3 separate regions of the Mus musculus genome follow, and all the other regions are linked to region 3. Evidence: chromatin contacts called from public HiChIP or PLAC-seq data. All regions are on one chromosome and are shown on one strand. Each heading gives the region's core, a stretch centred on a gene start, on an enhancer-like site or on the middle of the called end of the contact. The rest is flanking DNA. Distances are from core to core; before and after follow the strand shown.

What was found. HiChIP or PLAC-seq counts read pairs in DNA pulled down with a chosen protein or histone mark.
Region 1: a contact with region 3 is called in a FOXA1 HiChIP or PLAC-seq map of pancreatic cancer cells. The contact joins the enhancer-like site here to the promoter of Dlst in region 3. A contact is called at or near these places in 3 of 39 promoter capture datasets (3T3-L1-derived adipocytes, embryonic stem cells and frontonasal cranial neural crest), 3 of 115 datasets of contacts at active chromatin or transcription factors (astrocytes, pancreatic cancer cells and pro-B cells) and 3 of 9 other capture datasets (adipose tissue, embryonic stem cells and macrophages).
Region 2: an H3K4me3 HiChIP or PLAC-seq map of the SCID.adh cell line shows a contact between it and region 3, with 14 read pairs. The contact joins the promoter of Npc2 here to the promoter of Dlst in region 3. A contact is called at or near these places in 13 of 39 promoter capture datasets (3T3-L1-derived adipocytes, the C10 cell line, the HPC-7 cell line and 11 more), 4 of 484 Hi-C or Micro-C datasets (CD8 T cells, erythroblasts, muscle stem cells and 1 more), 12 of 115 datasets of contacts at active chromatin or transcription factors (the SCID.adh cell line, astrocytes, bone marrow-derived dendritic cells and 8 more) and 2 of 9 other capture datasets (macrophages and pancreatic islet).

Annotation. Positions count from the first base shown.
Region 1 is chr12:84,792,937-84,796,092 of GRCm38.p6, reverse strand. It overlaps Ltbp2 (latent transforming growth factor beta binding protein 2), which reads left to right. Exons shown (of 36, transcript NM_001370743.1): 19 at 933-1,052; 20 at 2,027-2,149; 21 at 2,349-2,474; 22 at 3,011-3,136. Among named protein-coding and RNA genes, the nearest start is that of Isca2, 21 kb to the right of the region's middle. Within about 2 kb of position 1,637, at least 13 of the 459 cell types and tissues checked have an H3K27ac peak or open chromatin away from gene starts, as enhancers often do. A contact at or near this core is called in pancreatic cancer cells, where this site is marked.
Region 2 is chr12:84,771,713-84,775,093 of GRCm38.p6, reverse strand. Npc2 (NPC intracellular cholesterol transporter 2) reads left to right here and starts at 1,982. Exons shown (of 4, transcript NM_023409.4): 1 at 1,982-2,308. The coding sequence starts at 2,227. Isca2 (iron-sulfur cluster assembly 2) reads right to left here and starts at 1,824. Exons shown (of 4, transcript NM_028863.1): 1 at 1,723-1,824; 2 at 1,417-1,519; 3 at 1,186-1,301; 4 at 5-551. The coding sequence starts at 1,793. The coding sequence ends at 377.
Region 3 is chr12:85,108,665-85,112,162 of GRCm38.p6, reverse strand. It overlaps Dlst (dihydrolipoamide S-succinyltransferase (E2 component of 2-oxo-glutarate complex)), which reads right to left and starts at 1,330. Exons shown (of 15, transcript NM_030225.4): 1 at 1,204-1,330; 2 at 632-665. The coding sequence starts at 1,266. It also overlaps a transcript of Prox2 not described here.

The DNA.
Region 1 (3,156 bases), core at 388-2,887, 320 kb after region 3:
TGAAGAGGTCTTGCTTCTGTACAGTAGTCCCTCTTGACTCCCTTGAGCTGCTGGACTTTCTCCCAGAGAATAATTGTCAATTTAAGAGGATAAATCCTCCTGCTTCCTTCAGCTTGGCCAACCTGGTGGCCAGACATTTTGATATTTGTGCCAGAAGAGTGTATTGTTCTCCTGTGGTTGTGTCCCAGGGTTTAGCCCCTGTGGTCTGACCTCTCCCTCGGTTCTTCCCCTGGATGCTGGAATCCCTGACAGGCAAGTCAGTAGTGAAGAACCCTGTACTTGGTTCCTTGGGCAAAGCTTCTCCTCCTGCTGTCCCTCCCTCTCCTTAGCCCCTCTCTCTCATGCCTGTCCTGTTAGTACCCAGACTCAGCCTTGCTGCCTGGGGTCTCAGCTGAGTCCTGAGACCCTGTGCCTGTCAGCTAGAAGAAAAGCAGAGCTTTGCCAACCTCCACCCTCCAGTCTGCACTTAGCTTCGAGGCGGGTCCATGCCAATCTCAAGAATGATGCTCAGCCTTCATTTCCTGGGCCAGGGAAGCACTTGACTTTAACAGCCCAACTAACTGCTGTCCCCCAGATGGCCACGCCCTGTAAAGGATTAAGCATTGACCAAGGGCATCATGAAGGCCCATCCCAAACAATCTAGTGTGAAACATGCAGCTCTCTGATTTCATACAGCGAACAGTACCCACTGGTTACTGCAGCCACCCACAGAGTCTTTAAGTCCTTTCATTAATCTTTGCTCTAGAACAGTGAGAGAGGGAAGGCGGGAGGGTTGGGAACACACTGCGGGGAGTCATTTTTTCCTAGTGTTCATCTATACCGAAACAGGCATCCATTTCCCCATACAGGGCAGGGTCAAAGATTTGCAGACACGAAGTACCCATGGGTCGTGGCTCTCAGAGATGACCAAGGGAGGGGTTGTTGTTTTATAGATATCAACGAATGCCGTCACCCTGGTACCTGCCCTGATGGGAGATGCGTCAACTCCCCTGGCTCCTACACTTGTCTGGCCTGTGAGGAGGGCTATGTAGGCCAGAGTGGGAGCTGTGTAGGTAAGGGCTGATTGCCCAGGCACTGAGTGGGGGTCATTTGACCTTGGGATGGCTGGTTGACCCCACACACAGGGAGGGGAAGAGGTGGGCAGACAGAAGTGGCTTAAGGGGCATTGCCCTCCTTCATCCGGCTGGATTCTTAGACGATGCTGAGCATGATGTGGGTGTGCTTTGGTTATGGGACTCTGCCCTCTGAATCAGCTAGGGTGGGGCCCTCCTCTGCTGCCTAGCCACATCCGTTCCGAAGCTCTATCCTAAAGTCCCAGAAGCTCCTGCGGTTGGCTTCTGTTGACAGGGATGAGAAGCCGCAGGTTCTTAGGCTGAAGAGATCCAGCCACCAGGCTCCCTGCTACACTAAAGTACTGTATGAGGAGCGTCTCCCACTGAATAGTCGTGGCACTTCTTGTTCCCAAAACAAGTCCGTGACAGTGGAAAGGAGTGCTCTTTCCCCTCAGCCCCCGCAGGGAAAAGGCCCAAGGTTCTGATTCTAGGAGGAGCCATGTTTTGAATAGATGCTTTGAGGCTCTGGGGAGGGCAGATGGTTCCCAGGCCCTCAAGACAGCCACAACCACCCAGGAACAGCCTGGCCTTTCTCCACACTGCCCGCCCACACACTGGAACTGCTCGTTGAGTATGGACTATGTGTGTTTGGGTGGCAGGTAAGAGACTAGAGAGGATGAGACTCGAGATGGAATTAGTCAGGGGTCTTAGACACCTCATTTCTAGCATTCTCAGTAGGTTCATTTACCAGGACTATGTAGGGTGGCTGAGGAACACTCAGGAGGGTATGGCCCTGCTGTGCCTAGATGAAACCAAGGAGTATGGCTTCGTGGCTCTCCAAGAGTGGCTGGCCTACATTCCCTCTGACAGCCAGTTCCATGGGCTCATAATAGAGAAGATCTAGGCTTGCTGCAGTGGGAAGAAGGGCAAGGAGGAGCGAGAGGCCTGTGCACCCTCTTGGACTTTATCCACAGATGTCAATGAGTGTCTGACCCCTGGGATATGTACCCATGGAAGGTGCATCAACATGGAAGGCTCCTTTAGATGCTCCTGTGAGCCGGGCTATGAGGTCACCCCAGACAAGAAGGGCTGCCGAGGTACTAAGATGTAGCACCCTTCTTGGCGCATGCAAATCAAGTCTGCAGCATCTTTCCCTCTGCATGCCAACCCTGAATTTTCCTAAAGCCTGTCCTACCCTTTGCCAAAACCTATCCCTTCTACACTCCCTGCCCACCTATGAGTCTCTGGCATATCTGCCCTGCAGAATCCCATACAGAACTCAATGGCCTGTTTCAGATGTGGACGAGTGTGCCAGCCGAGCCTCGTGCCCCACCGGCCTCTGCCTCAACACGGAGGGCTCCTTCACCTGCTCAGCCTGTCAGAGCGGGTACTGGGTGAACGAAGATGGCACTGCCTGTGAAGGTAACAGGAGAGATGGTTACAGAGGGACATTATATAGGCCTCCCTCCCTCTTAAATAGCATCTGTTTGTCTCCAGCCTTGGGCTGATCCTGAGTCTCTGGGTTAGGTTAGAGGGAACTTGGGGAGACTTGGCCTCAGAGAGCTTCTGAACTTGACATAACTTCTAAGTTCAAAGATGAGACAAATGGTCACAGAGACAAAAGGGAAGCTAAAGTCACCTACCGTGATTTCGTGTGATGACCATGATCCCAGGACTTGGGGTTGGGAGCAGAGGGATCTGGAGTTCAAGGCCAGCCTTAACTACAGAATGAGTTCAAGGCCAGCCTGAGCTATATAACACTGTCTCTCAAAAGAGGTAAGCTGGAGGTATGGCTACGCAAGGAGCTTTCTAGGAAGGAAGTACAAGGTCGCCTTATAGAATATGGCCAAGGCTTGCCCTTCTCTGGAGATCCAGATGGGCGAGAGGTGTAGTGAGGGATGGCTTCATTGCTGGGACTGCCCTCCTGGGTCCATGGCCACAGTTGTCTCTCTGCCTAGACTTGGATGAATGTGCCTTCCCTGGAGTCTGCCCCACAGGCGTCTGCACCAATACTGTAGGCTCCTTCTCCTGCAAGGACTGTGACAGGGGCTACCGGCCCAACCCCCTGGGCAACAGATGCGAAGGTAAGAGAACCCTCCCCTGT
Region 2 (3,381 bases), core at 733-3,232, 340 kb after region 3:
AGAACTTAGTTTATAATGATGTTTTATATATAGCTATACACAGATATATAAACAATTCTGAAGGCTAGAGAGGTTAACTCCAAATTTTGGAGTCCTAGAGGTGCTACAAATTATACTGGGTTCCAACCAGTGATTACAGGTGAGGTAACAGCCTTTGGATGTGGCCTTGACATTGTACTGGGGGAGGGGAGAGTATTTCGGCCAAGAGTTAAAAGCTTCACATTCCATAATTTACAGTGGTAGAATAAGACACTTCTGGATTAAATTAAATAAGATGAGAGCCGGACATGATGAGAAAGAAACCTCTAGAATTCTACTATTCTAGGTTGTTCACACTGGTGCAGTGGTGGCAATCTCAGGGTCATCCGTCATTGTGTCAGACTTTGACAGAGAAGGATGACCCACAGGAGCAGCCTTGCTGGGCTTGAGGGTTATTCAACACTTGGAATGAGCTTCGGATCAGTTCTTGGCTGAAGTCCACCTGGGCTCCCTTAACGAAGGCCAAGCTATCAGAGTCAACCACCACTCTTGCCCCACCCTGTTCAAATACCCTGAAAAGACAAGAGGAAAGCATGAATGACAAATACCACAAACACCCACACAACACCCTGAGCCCAGAGGTGTACATCTTGTTCTCCAATGCATGGAACACTGCTTAGGACTTCTAGCTGGGACGGAACGGACTGAAGCAGAAAGATTCAACGTAAAAAAAAACAGAAGGATTATTTAAGGGCTCGGACTGAAACTAGTCCAGCCTTTTTCTTAGGGTGGAACCTTGGTGTATATATATATTTTAAACACTTATTTATTCATTTATTTTATGTGAGTATACCGTTGCTCTCCCCAGACACACCAGAAGAAGGCATCAAATCTCACTACAGATAGTTGTGAGCCACTATGTGGTTGCTGGAAACTGAACTTAGGTCCTGTGAAAGAGCAGCCAGTGCTCTTAACCGCTGAGCCATCTCTCCAGCCCTAGTTCAGCCTTTCTCAACTTGACTACCTAACGGACGCTAAGTCAATGTTCTTCCTTATTTTTAAACAAGAGGACAAATCTTTGCTGTATCCTCACAGAACGGAGAGGGTGGTAGTGTTAAGCAGACTTAGACGCTTGGAAGTTTGGAATAAATTGGGGCCACTTTTATCCTCTGATACAGCCTCTAGCGACCCATCCGTCCTCCTTGCCTGTCGTCGGGGTTAATAACTGTATCCAGTGAAAATTTGTATTGGAATCCGGAGCATCCACCTCCCTCTACTTGCAGCCTGAGGAATTCTGACCCTTCGGTGATTTCCAGAAGCCTCTGAAATTCAGGAAAGAGGATCAAGAATGCCAAGCAAGCGGAGATAACGGGACGGGTGACTAGGAAGTCTTCTAGAGCCCTCCTGGGCACCGCCGCCCCGCGTCCGACCTCCTACCTGGACGCAGCTGTCTGTGAGGCGGATCTGTCCCTCGCCAGCCTCTGGAATGGAAGATGTTGTTTCCCAGCGGGTCAAAAGCCTGGGAAAGACGGCGAGGAGCCTGCGATGTAAAGAAGGGAGACGAACCCGGGAAATGGCACCAGATGACCCTCTATGGACACCTCGTACCCAAATCTGGGGACACTTTCTTCTGAACTGCCAAGCCTTCACCCCACACCCCACCCCGCGTGAGATTTAGCCTCCCATCTATCCTGAAGACGCAGAACCCAACACCCTTCCTAAGTGACGTTCCACCCTCGATACCTTCCCGAGCGCCTAGGAATGACAGCCCTGACCGCCTCGGCAGTTAGGGACAAGGCCCTGGAGGCCGCCATCTTACTCCGCAAGCTCCGCCCCTAGCATGGTCCAAATCCCCGCCTAGCCTGGGCTTCCGGAGGAGGGGAGAAGGGGGCGGGGCTGCATCGAGCCTCCGCCCCCAAGCGTGCCTATTGGGTATAGCGAGATAAGAGGGCTTTGATTGACAGAGAACGCTTCCACTTGCCGAAGTGGGTCGGTACCAATAGAGCGGGGCGAACGCAAAGAGCGAGTTCTCCGTAGGCCCTGCCTGGAAGCGGAAGAGATGGGCGGAGATAAAGGGCGAGCTGCAGGCCAGGCGGCCCCGGAGCCCAGGGCGGGGCGCGGGCGGGCCTTCGCTGGTTACTGCTCACAAGTGGCCTGATCTGGCTCCACCCTCGGTCCGGGACAAGTTTATCTTGTGACTGCTCGGGCTGCTTTTCCTTCCTAGATTGCAGAGCTTTCATATCCACGATGCGTTTTCTGGCCGCCACGATCCTGCTGCTGGCGCTGGTCGCTGCCAGCCAGGCGGAGCCCCTGCACTTCAAGGACTGCGGTGAGCCCTGAGCCCACTCGAGGAGACCCCCGGGGGTGGATTGGGCGGGTTGCTGGAACGTGGAATTGACTAGGTTGGGACCGAAGGTACTAGTCTTGATGAAACTTAACCCCTCCGCACAACTTTGTTTCTCCTTGCATTTCGTGTTTTGGGATAATCTAAAACACTCACAAGGCGAACCGTGTGCTGAAGTTCACTAAAGTTTCTTGGGTGAACATCAAGCGGGCATATATTGCAGCGCTCAAGGGCTTTGAGATTTCAATGGACGGAGGAGGATTGCGAATTTAAGACTAGCCTGGATTTATTGAACCCTGTCTGAAAAAAGTAAACAAATAAAAGCAAAAAATAAAACAATAGGATAGACAGCAGGTCTGCATCCAACACGGATTGAAGGAATAGGCACGGGACTTATTTTGATTTATGCCTTGTATCGTCACTGGCCTTTCTCCCTTTGTTCGTTTGAAGTTTGGTTGGGAGCGGGCTGAGGCAGCCTCACTCTGTAGCCCAGTTTGGCCTTCCAAATCCCTGTCAATCCTGCTCTGGTCTTAGAAGTACCATCCACCTCCCCTCCCCACCCCACCCCCACTAACGAGACAAAAGCTAGTTCTCCTTCTCATAACATTCATTTACAAAGTAGGGTTTCCATTGTTCTAATGAATTTCATGATTCTTGATCCTTGTCTCCTATAAAATTCGTATTTCTAGTGACATCATGTGATGCCTCCCTCCCAACGCTGCCCCTGGACTCTTTATTGGAAAATATAATAGAGGGTAGAAATTCTGAGTTTGTCCAGTCAAGCCTGTACACTTAGTTGTGGGAGCAGTGCAGGGGCCCGGGGTGGAAAAGGCAGCAGTGATGGTCGAAAGACAAACTGATTTTGTAAAATATTTGAGCAGGGGGAAACAGACCATAATGAAGCAGTAAGTTAAAGAGTTATTAGGACTGGAGAGATGGCTTAGTGGTTAAGGGGAACTACTATTCCGGAGGGTTAGAGTTCAATTCCCACATCAGGTTATACCTGCTTATACCCCAACTCTGGGCCTTCTCAGCTACCTACCTGCACTCCCAGGCAG
Region 3 (3,498 bases), core at 81-2,580:
CTCTACACCATCATCTTCCTCGAGATACTGTTTCCTTTAACTAATGGCTTCTGACCAGTCACTTTGTTTCCAATTCCAAAAGAATGCCACACCTGTTTCCTTCTTCACTGACTTCATGCATTCTACCCCTTTCTTTCTCTCTCTTCTTCTTCTCTTCACTGACTGTCACATCCTGCAAGCCACAACTTTAATGTCACCTATTTAAACCTGTTCTGTCCATGTTTCCAAACACTTAGATGATTGATGATCAGCAATTTACACCATGCCTTTCCCTTACGCCTCAGGCTCCTGGAGGACAAGACTTTTTGCATTGTTGTATTTCTAACGAGCATCTAGCACAGTGCCCTGACAGTGTAAATTCAGTAACCGTGGGCCGCTGGTGTTGCTCAGTGGTTAAGTGCTTGCCTCCCATGCCCTAGCTTCTATCCTCAGCACCACAAAAAGCTGAACAAAACCCAGTAAGGATGCGCCGGGTGAGTACATGACAGCAGTTATACTTAAGGGAGTCTTTTGCTTCGCATCTCTCTGAATTCATTGTCTTTAAATACCATGAGAAGAAACATCAGATTTCCTCCCATGCTGCTCTGCCCACGAGAAGTGCATTTTAGGTGACCGCAAGGGCAGAACTTACCAGGCAGGGAACGTCTCCCTAGAGGGCAGTTCCCCTGTTGAGAAAGAAGACATTATCGACGTCACCCAAAATGAAAAGAGGGGGGAAAAAAACAAACAAACATTTTTTTTAAGGGCACGTTTATCGTGCTGCTGACAGGTAATGACACGTTTATCGTGCTCTTAACTCCGAAAGTAGACGCAAAACACCGAGTCGGCCAAACTCTGTCATCCTCCCCTGAGCCTGCCAGGCGCTAGTTTGGAGACCGCGAAGAGACAGGCCGCGGAATACGGTTGGGGGCCGTGCCTCCTCTCTTAACTCTAAGTCAATGTCGCTGCGGGCGCGGCTCCCAGCCCCGGAGCAAAGGGTTCGGGACAGCGGGAAAACGGCCGGCGCGGGCTGCCTGGGAGAGGACAGGGGCTCCGGGGCTCCGTACACGCGGCTGGGCGGCTCCGCGGGCGTCGGCAGCCACCGCGTCCCGGTGCCCTTGGTGGCCGGCCTGGCCAGCACACAGCGTCCCTGCCCTTCGGCCTGCCCGTCCGCCCACAGCCATGTTCGGCACCCATCGGAGCCCGGGCCCCGCCAGACAGTACCTTCTGGAAGGCAGAAAGCGAGCGGCTGAACGCCCGGGACACGCAGCGTGACCGGGACAGCATCGCGGAGGCAGCGGGATGGAGGGCGGGCGGACACCGGATACAGGGCCCGGCAGCAACCGGAAGTGAGACCGGCCGCGGCACCAGCCAAGCGGCGAGGGGTGTTCGGAGCGAACCACTAACCGTGCTGGGTGCCGGGCGGTGTGAGCCGGGCTCGCATCCTTAGCGGTCCCAGCGCGGGGCATCTGTGGCGCTGTCAAGAGAAGGCCAACTTGGGTTAGTATTCTTCGAGGACAACCATCCGGCCACCGGAGCGCCCCCGGGTTCAAGCCTTCCCTGCCTTTCCTCAGAGCTGGTTCTGTTTGGCGCCGTTTTCTGCTGCCCCCAAACCTAGCCTTTCTGCCTCTGCATTCTAGGAAGAGAGGGAAATGGCTAGGAACTTAGATCTCAGGCCGGTGATTAGGCTTATGTGGACTTGGGCAGGTGGGTCGCGATCCTTTGGAGGGTCCAACGACCCTTTCAGTGGGATCACATATCAGATATCTAGCATACCGGATAATTACATTACAACTCACAACAGTAGCAAATTTACAGTTATGAAGTAGCAACAAAATAATCTTATGGCCCGGGATCACTACAAGAGGAACTGTATTAAAGGACCTGTAAGACTTCACCAACTAGCCCCACTGTGCTTTAGCTCCTGATCTTCTCCCGCCCCTGAGCAAACTCTCCAGCCAAGCTAACTGTGCTCCACCCAGCTTGTGAACTCTGGAAGTTATTTGCTACCCAACTCTGGGAATGTGACATACTAATCTTATGGGGGTTACACTTTTGTTCAATGTCATGCCCCATTGGCAGAGGTTGTAGAAACGCTTGTAGGCTTCCTGCGCCCCCTCCCCCCGCAGCTTTGTGTATACCATTCTGCCCATTGCCTTACATTGAAAGCGCTTGCCACCCTTACCCTGCTTACTTGCTCGCTCTTAAATCCCTAGGCCTTTAACCCTGGCTTCCTAACAGAAATAGTATTCCATGAGCTCAGCTGAATAAATATCAAATTAATGTCTGAATGAATAAATGAACCACGTAGTGCCTTTGATTTTTTTTTTTTGAGTTATTTTGCCTAATTTTCAAAACCTTCACAAAGCCTCTGCTCACCAAACCCTGGATCCAATGGCATTGGAATCTCTGAGCCTTGGGCAGAAGCCCTGATTAGAAAGAGAGACATCATCTGTCCCAGCTGCCCTCACTATTGAGCCTGTAATGCCCTTCATCTGTTTCCTTCAAAGCTTCCTTGTAGCAGGTCTAAGACTCCACTTTCACTCTCTCCACTCCGCCTTCACACCTCTGTCAAAGATCCTTTGTTAGTGTAGAGTTAATCCTGCCACTCCCCTGCTTAAATTCTTCCAGTTGCTACTGCCTGCCTGTCTATACAGCCCAAACTCCTCAGCTAGCCCAAGCACCTAATTATCCGGCTCGTGGCTTCTGAGCTCTCATTTTCACAGATACTGAGCCATAATTCGCTGCTGACCATCTGCCCCGATCCCCACCTCACTCCCGACCCCACCCAATGCACTATTTCATTCCCCATGTTTGCGTCCGCTGTTCCTTCCTATTTATCTAGGGGCTTTTTAATTCCCCTTTAAATCTCTTCCTGAAACCTTTCCTATTCCCCTCTGGCAAAGTGAGCAGGTACTTTATGCTTCCTTCCAAAGTAGTGTGTCTCTGTCACTACAGTGCATCACTACTGTGATGACTTGCTTAGAACTGTCTTGAAGCTGGAGAGATGGCTCAGTGGTTAAGAGCATTCATTGCTCGTCCAGAGGCCCAGAGTTCTCTTCCTGGCACCTGGCACGAGGTGGCTTACAACCACCTTTATCTCCAATTCCAGGGGATCAAACTCCTCTGGCTCCATGGGCCCCTGCACACCCCCCCTCCCAGAACAGACACACAAAATTAAAAAGAATAACAACAAATCTGTCACTTCTATTGACTAATTAGGAGAGAAGCAAAGAAACCACTCTCTTTCTGAATTGTCTGCTCGAAGCTAGCCAATGAGTAACTGAGAAATGACTACATACTTCCGTGCTCACAACACTTTTGAGGAACACAAGAATAGCCAGGAGGTATGTCAATCTCTAGCTGCTGAGGTCGCTACTAACTTTTCTAAGATAGTTGCCTAATCCTTTTGTTTTGTGCTGGGGGTTGAAGCTTTGTGCATGCTAAGTAAGTTCTTCCACTAGGCTACACCCAGCCTCCCCTTCCTTAGTTACATAATTTTTTTTCATGGTTTCTATT